Regions from separate parts of the Mus musculus genome. Here region 2 is linked to region 1. A link is a contact called in public HiChIP or PLAC-seq data. All regions are on one chromosome and are shown on one strand. Each heading gives the region's core, a stretch centred on a gene start, on an enhancer-like site or on the middle of the called end of the contact. The rest is flanking DNA. Distances are from core to core; before and after follow the strand shown. Region 1 overlaps Fam110b (family with sequence similarity 110, member B). Region 2 has its middle 120 kb from the start of Gm24337.

Evidence for each region. HiChIP or PLAC-seq counts read pairs in DNA pulled down with a chosen protein or histone mark.
Region 2: an H3K27ac HiChIP or PLAC-seq map of embryonic stem cells shows a contact between it and region 1, with 17 read pairs. The contact joins two enhancer-like sites. A contact is called at or near these places in 2 of 484 Hi-C or Micro-C datasets (nephron progenitors and olfactory sensory neurons), 3 of 115 datasets of contacts at active chromatin or transcription factors (embryonic stem cells and stem cell-derived neural progenitor cells) and 3 of 9 other capture datasets (adipose tissue, embryonic stem cells and pancreatic islet).

What each region holds. Positions count from the first base shown.
Region 1 is chr4:5,690,195-5,696,605 of GRCm38.p6, reverse strand. All of the region lies in intron 1 of Fam110b (family with sequence similarity 110, member B), which reads right to left. Among named protein-coding and RNA genes, the nearest start is that of Gm24337, 5.6 kb to the right of the region's middle. Within about 2 kb of position 2,490, at least 9 of the 459 cell types and tissues checked have an H3K27ac peak or open chromatin away from gene starts, as enhancers often do. A contact at or near this core is called in embryonic stem cells, where this site is marked.
Region 2 is chr4:5,801,608-5,808,018 of GRCm38.p6, reverse strand. No RefSeq gene overlaps it. Among named protein-coding and RNA genes, the nearest start is that of Gm24337, 120 kb to the right of the region's middle. Within about 2 kb of position 2,563, at least 9 of the 459 cell types and tissues checked have an H3K27ac peak or open chromatin away from gene starts, as enhancers often do. A contact at or near this core is called in embryonic stem cells, where this site is marked.

The DNA.
Region 1 (6,411 bases), core at 1,241-3,740:
CTGGGTGTGGGGACCAGCAGTGCAGCTGCCTAGCATGTATAGGACCTGCTTCCATACCCTATAGCACCACAGGAACAAAAGAAGAGAAAGAATGGACTGCTTTTTGTCCTGGGGTGAGATCTGGACAAAGGTCTCCTTCTTTGGATCCCTGATCTAAGTGAGCAAGAAAGCAATTATATGCATATAGAGTATACAGATATGGTAAAGGCTTTCTGGTCATTTCAGTTAAATTGACAGGAGACTGTGCTCTAAAGAGAAATTTCATTATACACTGTACACTACAAAACAACAACAAAACAAAACCAAAACAGCTACAGTATGTGGAACCAGAACTCAGACATTCATTTTTAATGATTAATGCCTGGATATTAAAAATTAAAACAGATTAAAATATTGTATCTTATTGTCCTCAACTATAAAATGAGCACTTCTCAGAATGACCCAAGTTATACAATGAACTAATTTCTGAATGGATTATGATGATTTTTTCACATTTCTGTATTTTATATGAATATTTAGAAAAGAACTGGTTTTGACAATTCTATTAAGCTAGTAATTCATTTAAAAGCAATATTTTACTACATAACCCAGTTGAACTTGCTATCCTCATGCCTCAGCCTCCTAAGTAGGAGGCACCAGGCTAGAACTGTTGTGATAATTTAATTACACAAAATATAGAAATTAAACTATAGCCAATCTGCTCAATGAATAGCTCATTTAATCCCCTTATGTTAAAATAGTCTTAGCTGGAAGAATCATTTTTCTGTAGTATCCAATTGTGTATGTTCCCCTTACGATACATAGGTTGAAATCCAGTGAGCAAGGCAATGGCACTGGGAAAGCCTCTGAGTGTTCTTTCCTGCCCAATCCTGAGGGCAGAGTGTGCCTATGAAGGAGCCCAGCTGCTTCTTCCATGCTGCCATGTGAGACCACAGGAGCTGCTTGCTTGAGGAAGGAGCCCTTGACAGTTCAGAGCCTGCTGATGACATCCAGTTGTTTCCACCTTCCAAAACTGGAAACAATAAACTCCCACTGGTTTTAATTTACTTAGTCTAATGTGCTTTATTATATCAGCCCGAATAGATTAGATATTCATTTTTTTCTTTTAAAAGTATGGGTGGGTATTATTTTTCAGCATGGACATGTGTGCACCACATGGATGTAGAGATTTCAGAGACCAGAAAAGGGCATTAGATCCTTTAGAACCGGACTTACAGATGACTGTCAGCCACTCTGTGTGCTAAGGATTGAACTTAGGTCCTCTGGCAGAGTAGCCAGTGTCCTTAACCACCAAGCAATCTTCCCAGCCTCAAATTAGATATACTTTTTAAAAGTGTGTCAGTCCCCTATTTGGTGCTATAATCTGAATAGTTTCCTTACAAAACTACTCCTTGGTTTACATTACATACGGTATGGTTTTGACACACATCCAGAAAGAAGTACTTGAATTTTAAACAAAATTTGAACTCATGCAATCAATAAATGGACATGACGATAGGATGTAAGTTGGATCTGAGTGGTTTTAGGGCAAAGGGTAAAATGTGTATGTGTCATAGAAAGGCATCACATATAGAACTGTTTGCAGAAACATTTAAGTGTCCTACCTATTAAGCATGTGGAGACTGCTTCCACACTGATGGACAGATTACCTCTTCTACTTTGTGAGCATTTACTGAATTCCCTAAGTAGTCAAGGATGACCTTGAACCCCTGATCCCCTGCCTCCACCTTCAAAGAGCTGAGATTACATGTGTGTGCCATTTATCAGTTAATATTCTGAGAAAAGATACAGTAGCAAAGAAAACTGTGACGATGCTATCAGGGATAGACTCCCAGCACAGCATTCTGATTTCTATTGGCAGATCACATTCTTGAATGTAGGCTCTGCTGCCATGTCACAGACTCCAGACCACACTTCCTAGGTGCGACATTCTTACTGAACAGACCTGCAACACACTATCTTGCCAATTAGTGTCACTCTACTAATTCTTAAAGTAATTAACAGACTACTAAGCTTTGACTTTTAACTAATTAAATCACGTTAAAGAGTTTTAATTTTAGCTAGATAAGTCACTATTGTCAAAAACAAAGTAGAATAAAATCTACATCACCAGTTTACACAGAACATGTTTGTTTACCCGATGAATAGATGGCGGGTTCCATCTCCATCAATGCATAAAGTCTTCTGACAGCTCCAGGATATTAGCCACAACCAGCATTTTGTTACAGTGTCCATGAGTCCCTAGAACAGGAGTCACATAGCTAGAAAGGCCCCTGAAGATAGGAAGTGTGAGCTAGCAGGGTTAGGACAGCTAGGTATAGGTAACTATGTGATATGAAAGGGAACATGGGAAAATCAGAGAGGGTTTTAATTACAGAAATGTAACCTCCCCCAAGCCTGAAGCTGGCAGAGCCAAGGCCTTGACTTTGCTGCCACTAAGGAGATTAACTAGGGTGGAGCCTGTCTTCCTGGATCACTCTATTGTTCAGCCACTGTCACTGTTGCTCTTCAAGATTCTGCTACCTGCTGGGTGGCCGCCCAGCTATTCCTGAGACCACACCCTATCCTGCATGTGGTCACCTGCAACTGGGCTCCAAGGATGAATTGGCAGGAATGGGCCTCCCCCTCCTTTATAAGCACATTTGCCATTAAACATTTGAGCCTTGAACAGAACCTTGTCTTGGCTCCATTTCTCTCTCGTCCGCCTAGTTCCCCTCTCTTTCCAGCCCCAGTTTGCCTCCCAGGTGTAACCCAGTTCATGTTAGCCGCGGCCTGGTTTCCAACAGTTTGGAGTCCAAACGTGGGACCTGAGGAATGGCAGAAAAACGCTGGAGGAACGCTGCTTGGTAATGGAGCTCCACGGAAAGGAAAGAATCAGAGAATTTGTATGGGGCACGGTGAAGCAACAGGTAAAGTGTTGCTGTAAGTGCAGAAGATACGGGCTAAGGTTGGAATCGGTGCTAACCCAACGTTGCATTCACTTAGGTTGGCAGTGATTTATCAGAACTAGGAACGGATCAGGCAGTTGTCCACAGTTTAAAAAACAAAAACAAAAAACAAAAAAACAACTGCTTTAAGCAAGAAGAAAAAGGGTTTAAATTAAATAATCAGGCAGATGTCCGCAGACAGGAGTTGCATCAGGCGGCAGAAACAGGGTTTGTAATAATAAAATAATATAGAGGAAAATGGATTTTGAAACTCTCCCAGAGGCAGAGAGAAATGTCAGGGGACGCCCTGTCTTTTTCTCTCTAGTCCCTACAGCAGAAGTTCTCTGCCCTCTTTGTGTTGTCTAACATCTAGTGTCTGGTGCACCTCGTGTCGATCCATGTGTGTTTTGTCTCGTCTGAATGACTGAATGTTCTGTGTTTCATGTTGGAAAATTAAGATGGCTAAAACTTTATCTGCTAGCTCAGCAAGAGAGTGGCCACATGCTTTAGCCAGGATCAGGCACAGCAGGAGGGCTTCTGCTGGAAAAACAGTTTTTTTTGAGAAAAGGAGTTTGCAACCTCTTAGTTTTAAGACAAATAGGCTGGTAGTTGTTCCTTCCTAAGAAAATTCTCTGCAATCTTGATTATTGCATTTAGCTAGTGACAAGGTCTTATAATTATAGCTAGAAAAGTTGAAATTCTTTGATTGGTCTAAATTTATTAGACTCATGTAGCCTCTTCATTTGGCTTTTTACTGGTCTTAGAGGTGTAATATGCTCTGCGAGTCTTCATCACAAGAGTATTAGCTTATAAGTTATTGGGTATGATCAAAAAGGTGTAACACTGGTTACTAGAAAGTTAGCTTTAAATTGGTAACTCAGGTTTGGAGTCCTTCAAACACGTGGCATAAGGCAGGCCAAAAGGCTGGGCCTCTAAGGATACTTCTAGTTGAGATAATATTTAATGTGATTCTTATCCTAGAAAGTAGAATTAAAGATAAGATTTAAAGCAATGTCTCTTTAATGAAGCATTGAAACTTGCAGTGTCATGCAGTCATAGGTATAAATTGGCAGCCAAATTTCTCAACGTGATAGTGAAGTTTTGATGTTGATCCTAAAGTGATAAATTGTTTTTAAATTGGGTTTTGCTTTCCCAAGGTTGTAGTTATAGTCTAATATTGCAAAAGAAACTTCATAATTCCGAAATCTGTCCTCACGGCAAGAGGAACTAAGCTCAGAGCAGCCTCTACGGGGGTGTAACCCAGTTCATGTTAGCCGCAGCCCGGTTTCCATCAAAAAGGGAAGGAAGGAGAACAATAAGAGATAGGAGGAGAAGGAGGGAAAAATAACAATAAGGATGTCTAAAAAAGTCATGAAGAATTATGTTTTTATTTACCCAAAATTGCATATATTACATATAAGCATCTGTGTGCACATATACATTAATAGTTTAAATGAAATTATCCTACTTGAGCTGATAATGGTCCCACCAAGAATCATTGACTCTAACAAAATCATCAATACCAGGCATAAGAAACCCGTTGAAGATGTTAGTTGGGGGAGTCCAAGAATCCCTCAAAACAATCTAGGCTGTTGCTGTTGACTTACGTTGCCTCTATGACGTTGAAAGTGAGTCTCTATTGAAGCAGACACACATACTTTGGACACAGGACTCAGAAGACTCAAGTTGAACCTTAATTTAAAGCCTTCTTTCTGAGGATGAGCTTCCACAGTCCTGCAGGTATGAAACCTGCCAAGGGAGGAAAGCAATTGTTCTACCCAGCTGCAGCACCTATGAACCACAAGAGTAACCAGAATTGGCCGAGAATCATAAGAGGGCAATGGTGACTCAAATCTTGGTGGTAACAATCAGATCTCTAATTGAATTTAAAAGACTCACTCAACAGGAGGGGATTCATATTTGCTACAAAAAACCCAGCCAAATACCCAAGGCTAATAAGGCCACAAATCTTAGAGGAGAACCCGAAACCACCACTTAATTAACCAGAAATATTTCTTTCTCTCTCTCTCTTTTTTAAGGCAGGGTTTCTCTGTGTAACCCTGGCTGTCCTGGAACTCACTTTGCAGACCAGGCTGGCCTCGAACTCAGAAATCCACCTGCCTCTAACTCCCAAGTGCTGGGATTAAAGGTGTGCGCCACCACCGCCCAGCCAGAAATATTTCTAACTCCATTCTAAATATTTATCCTTGTATCCACAGATGAGTGTAGCTCTCACATTCATCAAAAAACTTCTATTTGCAACAGAGACTAAAAGAGAAAACAAAAACTGGTCAAAATACAGAGATCAGGTGCTCCTCGGATGCCAAGTCCCAATGGACATATCTACTATACAATTCCTGCACCTAATGTTCAGAGATCATGACAGAATTGGGGAGGGGTTGAGGAGAAAGACAATAAGAGCCAGAGAAAATCTGTTGTGAGGTTGTGTCTCCTAGAAATGGCAGGGAAGTGTTAGCTATGATACCTCAACAATAATATAGAGGCCTAAACAAAACTGGAACCAATAGGAGCAATATAAATGCTATTGTGGAAGAGGGAACGCTCACTGGGCAAAGACAACGAACTACAGGCAATTAAGAAATGCTGAGAGCATTATAGTCTTCTCCAAGGATAAGCCCTTAACTAGTTATCCAGTACCCAGTGGATAGTCATGAGATACACACACACACACACACACACTCAACACTAAATGATTCAGCAGGTATTATTTATTATACGAGTGCGTGCACTTGAGATGCAATTAGCGAAAAAACATGAATTGGAGAGAAAGCAAACAAGAGACATTGGATTCGACAGAGTGAGGAAGGTAATAGGAAAAAAATGATGCAATTATAATTTAGTTTAAATTTTGTAATGGCTAAAGGTCTTCAAAAAAAATTAATCAGTGATTATTTCTAAACAGCAGTGAAGGTACCTAATAGAGAAGAAAGTTTTGAGGAGCTTTCCAACAATGGCCAAATCCTTACTAGGCAAGGCTTCATCTGGAAGGCATAGTCCAGAAACCCAAGGACACCAACACCTGTTGGAGCACAAGGACTGCTGAGTGCACAGCTGCTGCTAGCACTTGAGCTGGCTCTTCCTGTGGCTTTCCCTCACAGTGAGAGGCATACTAGAGGACAGACATCTTCAGATTATGTAATCAGCCAGGAACAAGACTCCATTCCTAGCAGGGTGCAACTGTCCCAAGGCTCTTATACCCTGCCTGCTGAGGGCCTGTTTTCTTTCATGTTACTTGAATGGCAGCCAATCACCAGGGTATGGCCTTTCCACCCTGAGAACCATAGCCTTCTCTGAAGTATAATCTGTATTTAGATCCTGGGATCCCAATGGGAAAGAATGTTAGAACAAGCTGCAGAGCAGCAGAGATGCAGGCCAGTCTAAAGTATGAGATGAACAGCTAAGAACCAGAAACTGACATGGCATATTAATCAGCTTCTCTTTATCTATTTTCAACTTATTTTGA
Region 2 (6,411 bases), core at 1,314-3,813, 110 kb before region 1:
GAGAAGGGGTCTTCAGGGGAGCCAGCCGGCGCTACAGCAGATGCCTGAGCACTGAGCTGCCCTGAGAAATCTGAAACACTGGGCAAGACACATTGGGCCTTTGTCCACAGCTAGCAAAACAGGGCCTTCCCATCCCCAACCCCCACTACCTCCAGCCTCTCCCAGCCACAGGCAGGAGCCATACACTTCCCAATCATGTGCATTTGTCAGCTCAGTAGGGGAAAATAAAAGCTTTCATTGAAATAGCTACAGGCCTAGGGCGTTACCAAGGCATGTATTTCCGCACTTCCCACCAAATTAAAATGCTCAGTAACTCCAATGATGGCCTAGAACTTGCCCTGAGAGTGCAAGGGCCAGGACATCGTCCAGCCTGGCTTAGATATACTCACGCAAGGAGCTCACCTTGCTGCTGTAATCCCTCCATTATGTACAAGAAGAAAGCACTAGAAACATTTATGTGAGCTTACCAATCCTTGAAAATTGGTGACTCATTTATCCTTGAGAAGGCAAAGAATGCACTTAAGGAGGGTGTAGTGAGGTCTTCTCCTGCTTCTTGCAGGAGACCTTCCAGATATTATCAATTGAAAGCCACCAGTGCAGTAGTTTCCCACCATGGGAACAATTGCATTCAAAAGTGGCTTGCTCTTTCCTCCTCAGCCCTGATAGCAGAATTCTAGAGAACAGAGGGTGAGCCTGTGGGTAGGTCAGTGTGCACAGTGGAAGCATGCATGAGTGGCTTCTGAGTCAGGCGTGTTGCTGCTAATCTGCTGGGAGATCCTCAATGGTTAACATCTAGTAGCTCACTTGGAAGCCATTCCACAGACCCATTCTTCTCCAAGACTAGGAATCATAGAGAGATCCCAGATCTTCTCCTTCCAGTCCATGCCAGGTGGTCTGCTAGGCATGGGTCATACCATAGTGACAGTGCATATCTTCAGGGAGGGAACCTTTGGGAAACTGAGGCAGAGCCATGCTGTGGCAGCAGCTGTGGGTAGAGAGTAAAGACAATGGGGTATATTATAGGCAGGGGATGCCTGGAGTTTTGCAGATATAGAAATCTGACTTGAGAAATCACTTCTGAAGACCACTAGCCATCTATAAAGTATTTACAGAAGCAACAGTTAAAATGTAGGTAGTAACTTCAAAATTTTCTCAAATTTCTTAGAATGCTTTATCTGTATGAAGTTTTATGACATCCAGGGTTAAATAATAAACAGTTATCTAATCCTAATAGGAAAATTTTGAATCAAAGTAGCCAATGTGTAGTTTTTGAGGCAAGACACATTGGACAGGAATACAGGTACTCCAGCTTCCCTGTGAATTACATCACAAATCCACTGGAAGTTGAAGTCATGCTGAAAGTGTGTATCATATGCCAACCTACCAATAATCCTATCTTAGCAATCCAGTGAACTGTAGAGATCAACTTCCAATGACCAGATTCTTGTCAGGGCAGGGAAGCAGCCTGTCACCTGCCTTAGGAAAGATCAAACTTCAAAGGATTTCTACCAGATATTTAGGTTCTTACTGTTTCATTTCGGCATCACGGAACACCTGGAGCAGGCTTGCTCACAAATTGCTGCTCTTTCTCCACATGGAATACTAAGATTTGGCAGCAAATTCCTCCTTGGTGAGGTCAGAATACCAGCTTCTTCCATTCTAGTGCCACCAACCAGCCTGCAGGCTCTATATAGTCACATGAGTGTCTTACCGTATTTCTCTGTAGCTTTTTCTTTGCTGTGCAACAAGCTGGAGGACCACTGATCACTCCTGTCAGTCCCAGAAGCTTCAGTCCTGATGCAAATAAACATGAATTTTTGTAACCTACTATTATAAGGAAGAATCACCAGTCAGTACATACAATATTTTTCGTGTCTGAGAAAATTCTGCAATGCAACTTCGTGGTGAGGATCAAACCCAGCTTCTACCAGACTAGATTCCAAGATTCGTTTTCAAACACACAAAGGAGTCTTAGGATGTCTTATTAACCTTGGTTTGTTTCCTTCTTCCTAATTATTGAATGGGTGTCTTTGAGAAAAAGCATAATTCTCAGATACTCTGTTGGCAAGGTGGATTCTTATTTAATCCTAAAATTCTTGAGAGTCAAAGAATGTGACTGAGGGCTAATCCTAGAGCAGCATTCAAGACACTAATACTTGTTTAAGACTGAGATGAATGGAGTGTTCAGCTAGTGAAAGGCTCATTTTCATCCCCAAAGCACTGTGACTTGGTGTATGTCTGGCTGCATCCCATCTGTCAGCTTCTGTCAATCAGAAAGGCTAATGAGTCTTTCTGAAGGTCCCTTCTATTCAAGAAGAATCCTTTGATAGACCCCATTTCCTTTTCCAACTAACACTGGATGGCAGCTAGTGCATAAAGTGCCATTCAGTGCAGTGTCTGGGCCTCATCTGTCCCCTATTCACCAATAAAGTATAAGAAAATAATTTTTCATATTCTTTAAATGTATCTTAATGCTTCAAAATTCAAACTGTCAAGAAATACAGGCATTACATGACCCTGCCCTTTTTATAGGTGAGGAAATGAAGATCACCTGTTAAACAGGGTGTGTGTGTGGGGGTGTCTCAGATTGTGGAGGGATGAGATGCAAATGCTGAGCCATCTCCTCTGGCAGTCCTTTCTGCCAGGTTTCAGAGAAAGCAAGAGGGTGAATCCTCTTGAAATCACCTTGGAGAGAGGTCTGTATGAAGCTTTAAGGTGGGTGTCCTTACAGTGTAGTGTGTGCCCAGGCAAGAATGACACACCTTACAGCCATTTCCTGAGCTAATAATTGAATGAGTTAGGTTTGACATTTTCTAAAGGGTAGTGAGCTCAGTCCTCTTTTCTGAGCTAAGATGGCCAGTTCAGCTTTAACTTACAGACATCCTTGATCTCTTTGTTTCCTAAAGCATCCGCACAGCATGCACCCCCACAAGGCTTTGAGAACAGAGAGATGCTGACTCCTCAAACAGTCCTCATGTGTTTCCTGACTGTAGATTTGTGGCTATTTGTCTCTGCTCTTTAGCCTTCCAAACAGCCTTGATCCAAAAAAGGCAGGATGTCACTTAAAAATCGGCAAGGAAGAATGATCTTCCAATGGCCTTGTCTCTCTGAATTCAGTGTTTGCTACTCAGGTTGGAACAGTTGAAGTCTTTTTTTCTAGATTTATGGGATCCCATTTAGGTGAACGGGGAATTGCTGGAAGTTGAAACGCCTTTAACACATTTACACACCTTGGCAGCAGATTTAATGGTCAAATGAGCTGAAGGTCCCTTCTGTTCTGTGCATAAACTCTCGCTCTGGTTTTGAATAAAGCTCATAGACAATTGGAGCAGGGATTGTGGTGTTGAGTTCAAGTTTATCCAGCACCTGCTTCCCATGGGGTCTTCATCTCCTTCATCCCCTTCATCTCCAAGGGGCTGATGTTTTTCATCTCTAATATATGGGTAGAAAGTGCCACTTGGGTCTCCTTGGGACAGAGTTTATATTTTAGGCTGGGGCTTAAACATGAAGCAAGGTGAATGTGATTAAAAATCAGAATTGCTCTGAAGTTTGAAGACAACTTGATGCTCTGAGTTCCTATTTTGGGGCATTTAAGATTTCAAGATTTTTGCATTATGATCATTGATTAGTAAAGTCTATGCAAATATCCTCAAATCTAAAAATCTGAAAAATTCTAAATACTCTGATCCCAAGCATGTTTTTTGATAAGGGATCCTCAGAGTAAAGACAAACACCACCATGCCTTGCCAACTGTTGCTGCCAAAATTTCACATCACTACCAGTAAACACTTATTATCTATCATATACTCTGGACTGCTGTGTTATACACTGTGAAACCTAGGACTGTCATCCTAGGAGATTTTTTCCCTCTCTCACAAGGTATATAATTATCAGGAAGCTATACTTTAATAAGGGCACAATGTAGGCTTACACAGGCTGGATTTGTAGCCATGACAATAACCACAAGCTAGTAAGATTGCCCAGGGACTAAAAAAAAAAAAAAGTTGGATTGTTGTCTTGAAAGAGTATCCTTGAAACTAAGGGGAGAGTGAATAGTCTTCAGAAAACAACACACTCCTGAGTCACAGCAGCCCATGGTTTAAAATTATGGCTGCTTGTTCTTTGACTTTCATCCATTATCATGGGGCCTTCTTGCAGGGGGTACAGCCCCGTGGTAGAGCTTTTGTTTAGCATGTGCAAGGTTATGTGTTCAGTTTTTAGTTCTATTCCAAGTACCAGCAAATTAAAATCAACCAACTGAATAAGTAAATAAATAAACTCCAATCCAAAGCCATATTCATAAAGCACACCTTGCTCTTGCCTGTGTGGGCTGTATTTGCGGTTCACTTCCTCTAATGCTCTGATTGTGATAGAGATGTAGGACACAGGACAGTCCTGCCTTCTTCACTCAGTCCTTAGTTATTCCTAAAGCATAAGGCAGATGGCTACTCTCTGTTGTTATCTTGACTGCATATGAAATTAACTAAAATATAAATGATTGGGTTCACCACCACAAGGAATTTTATTTTATTTTATTTTTTTATTTTTATTTATTTTTTTTGTAAATCATTTGTAGTGAGAAGACCTACTTTTAATCTTGATCTTTGAATTGGGATCTTTAATCTGGGACACATCTTCTCCTGGCAGCCTATGCAAAGGTAATGGAAGAAGGAAGTTTGCTCTCTGTTCTTGATAGCAAGTCCCTTCTTTTATTGGCCTTAGAGCCTGTTTTGGGATCCTGATGTATAATGAAGGACAGATGAGACATCTTGACTCTCAGACTGAACAACTACTGGATTTTTGGGCTTCTTCTTGGTAGACAACCATTGGTGGACTAGCTGAAACATAGCCCTATAGCCTATATGCCATTGTAATTAATCCCAATTGTGTGTGTGTGTGTATTAGTATTTTTGTATATATTCATTCTATAAGTTCTGTTCTTCTGAAGAACCCTGATGAACTGATGAATACTGGAGAGAATTTTCCTGTGAGGAATTGAGGTTACTTGCCATGAAAGCTATATTAGAGAGTGACTTTCTAGCCTGTGCATCCTGATGCACTGCCATCCGTCATCTTGTGAACATCGTCATGAAACAACCTGTCAGGAACCACATGGCTAAGCCAGTCCAGGGTTTTGGTGCACAGACAAGATAACCAGAACTTACTGTTTTAAGTGGCTGAGTTCTGGGGCAATTTATTATACCATGTATTATAAAATTAGTAGGAAAAGATCTTGATGGTAACTTGTCTTTTGTAGAATCCTGGAGGCCTAGATGTGTCTGAAGTCTGAGAGGTAGATGTCGAACATTCTCTCTGTGTTAAGAAGGTAGGATTTATCTTCTCAACAGTCCACTCCATTTAACCATCTAACCATCAAGAAGGTGTCTGCTAGACAGAGGCATGTCAGAGGGCTGAGTGGGGCTGGCTGAGGGGAGGCTCCCATTTAGAAATTTTAGAAACAATACTTCAGATGATACGGTCAAAGCTAAGCTAGACAGCAGCACTGTAATGGATATGGAAGATCTGCTTTAAGATTTGGTGGTTTTTCAGAAAAAAATTGAGTTTGTTTCTAGGACCCTTGAATGAAGTCACCTTATATTCACGAGTGTATGCCTACATGAAACTCTCAGGAGCTGGAAGAAGGTATACTTTGTTGAGTACTTCACATTTAGAAAATGAGCCCCTATTAAGCAACTGAGATAATCTTTTATAGAAACATTTCTAGAAACAAGCTCTCATCTCTCACAGGAACAGAAAGCCTCACATTGTCCAGTATATAAATGAGGCTAGGAGAGTGGACTGACTCTTAAGGATACTAGCTATATAGTGGAGGTTGCAAGCACAATCTACAACCAAGCTAGCCCAAGCCATGGTATACACTTGGCCAGGAAATGTTCATCTCCCCAAAGATGGCTTTCTTAGGAAAATAACATTTTTTAGTATTTTAATTGCTCCCAAAATTGCTAAGTATGCCAAGGCATCTATGTCTTAAAAAGTCACATTTCTATATATGCGGCAAGTAAACAAACCTTTTGTTGGTTGCTTAGAAAATTTCTTATTCTATTAATTTGAATATGTATCACTACCATCCACAGGAGAGTTCTAAAAAAAATGTTTCTTCTGGAAAGCAAGGTTCTAGTTGCAGGGGACACCAAGCGAAGCAGAATGAATTGAAAACCAGTAGGAAGAGTCAAAGATTCAAATTTGCCTTTCAGAAGATAAAATATATATCAGTAAAATAGGTTGACAATCATCAATGTTTTTGAAAATCCCATTTTTATAATGCTTTCTTTTATTTGCATATTAAGTATAACCTTAGAAGAAACTTTTTTCAAATTTCTTGATTCAATACTCATTGACTCCTCAATGTTCAAGTAATAAGGCAGGACACAGTCCCTAAGGAACAGTACT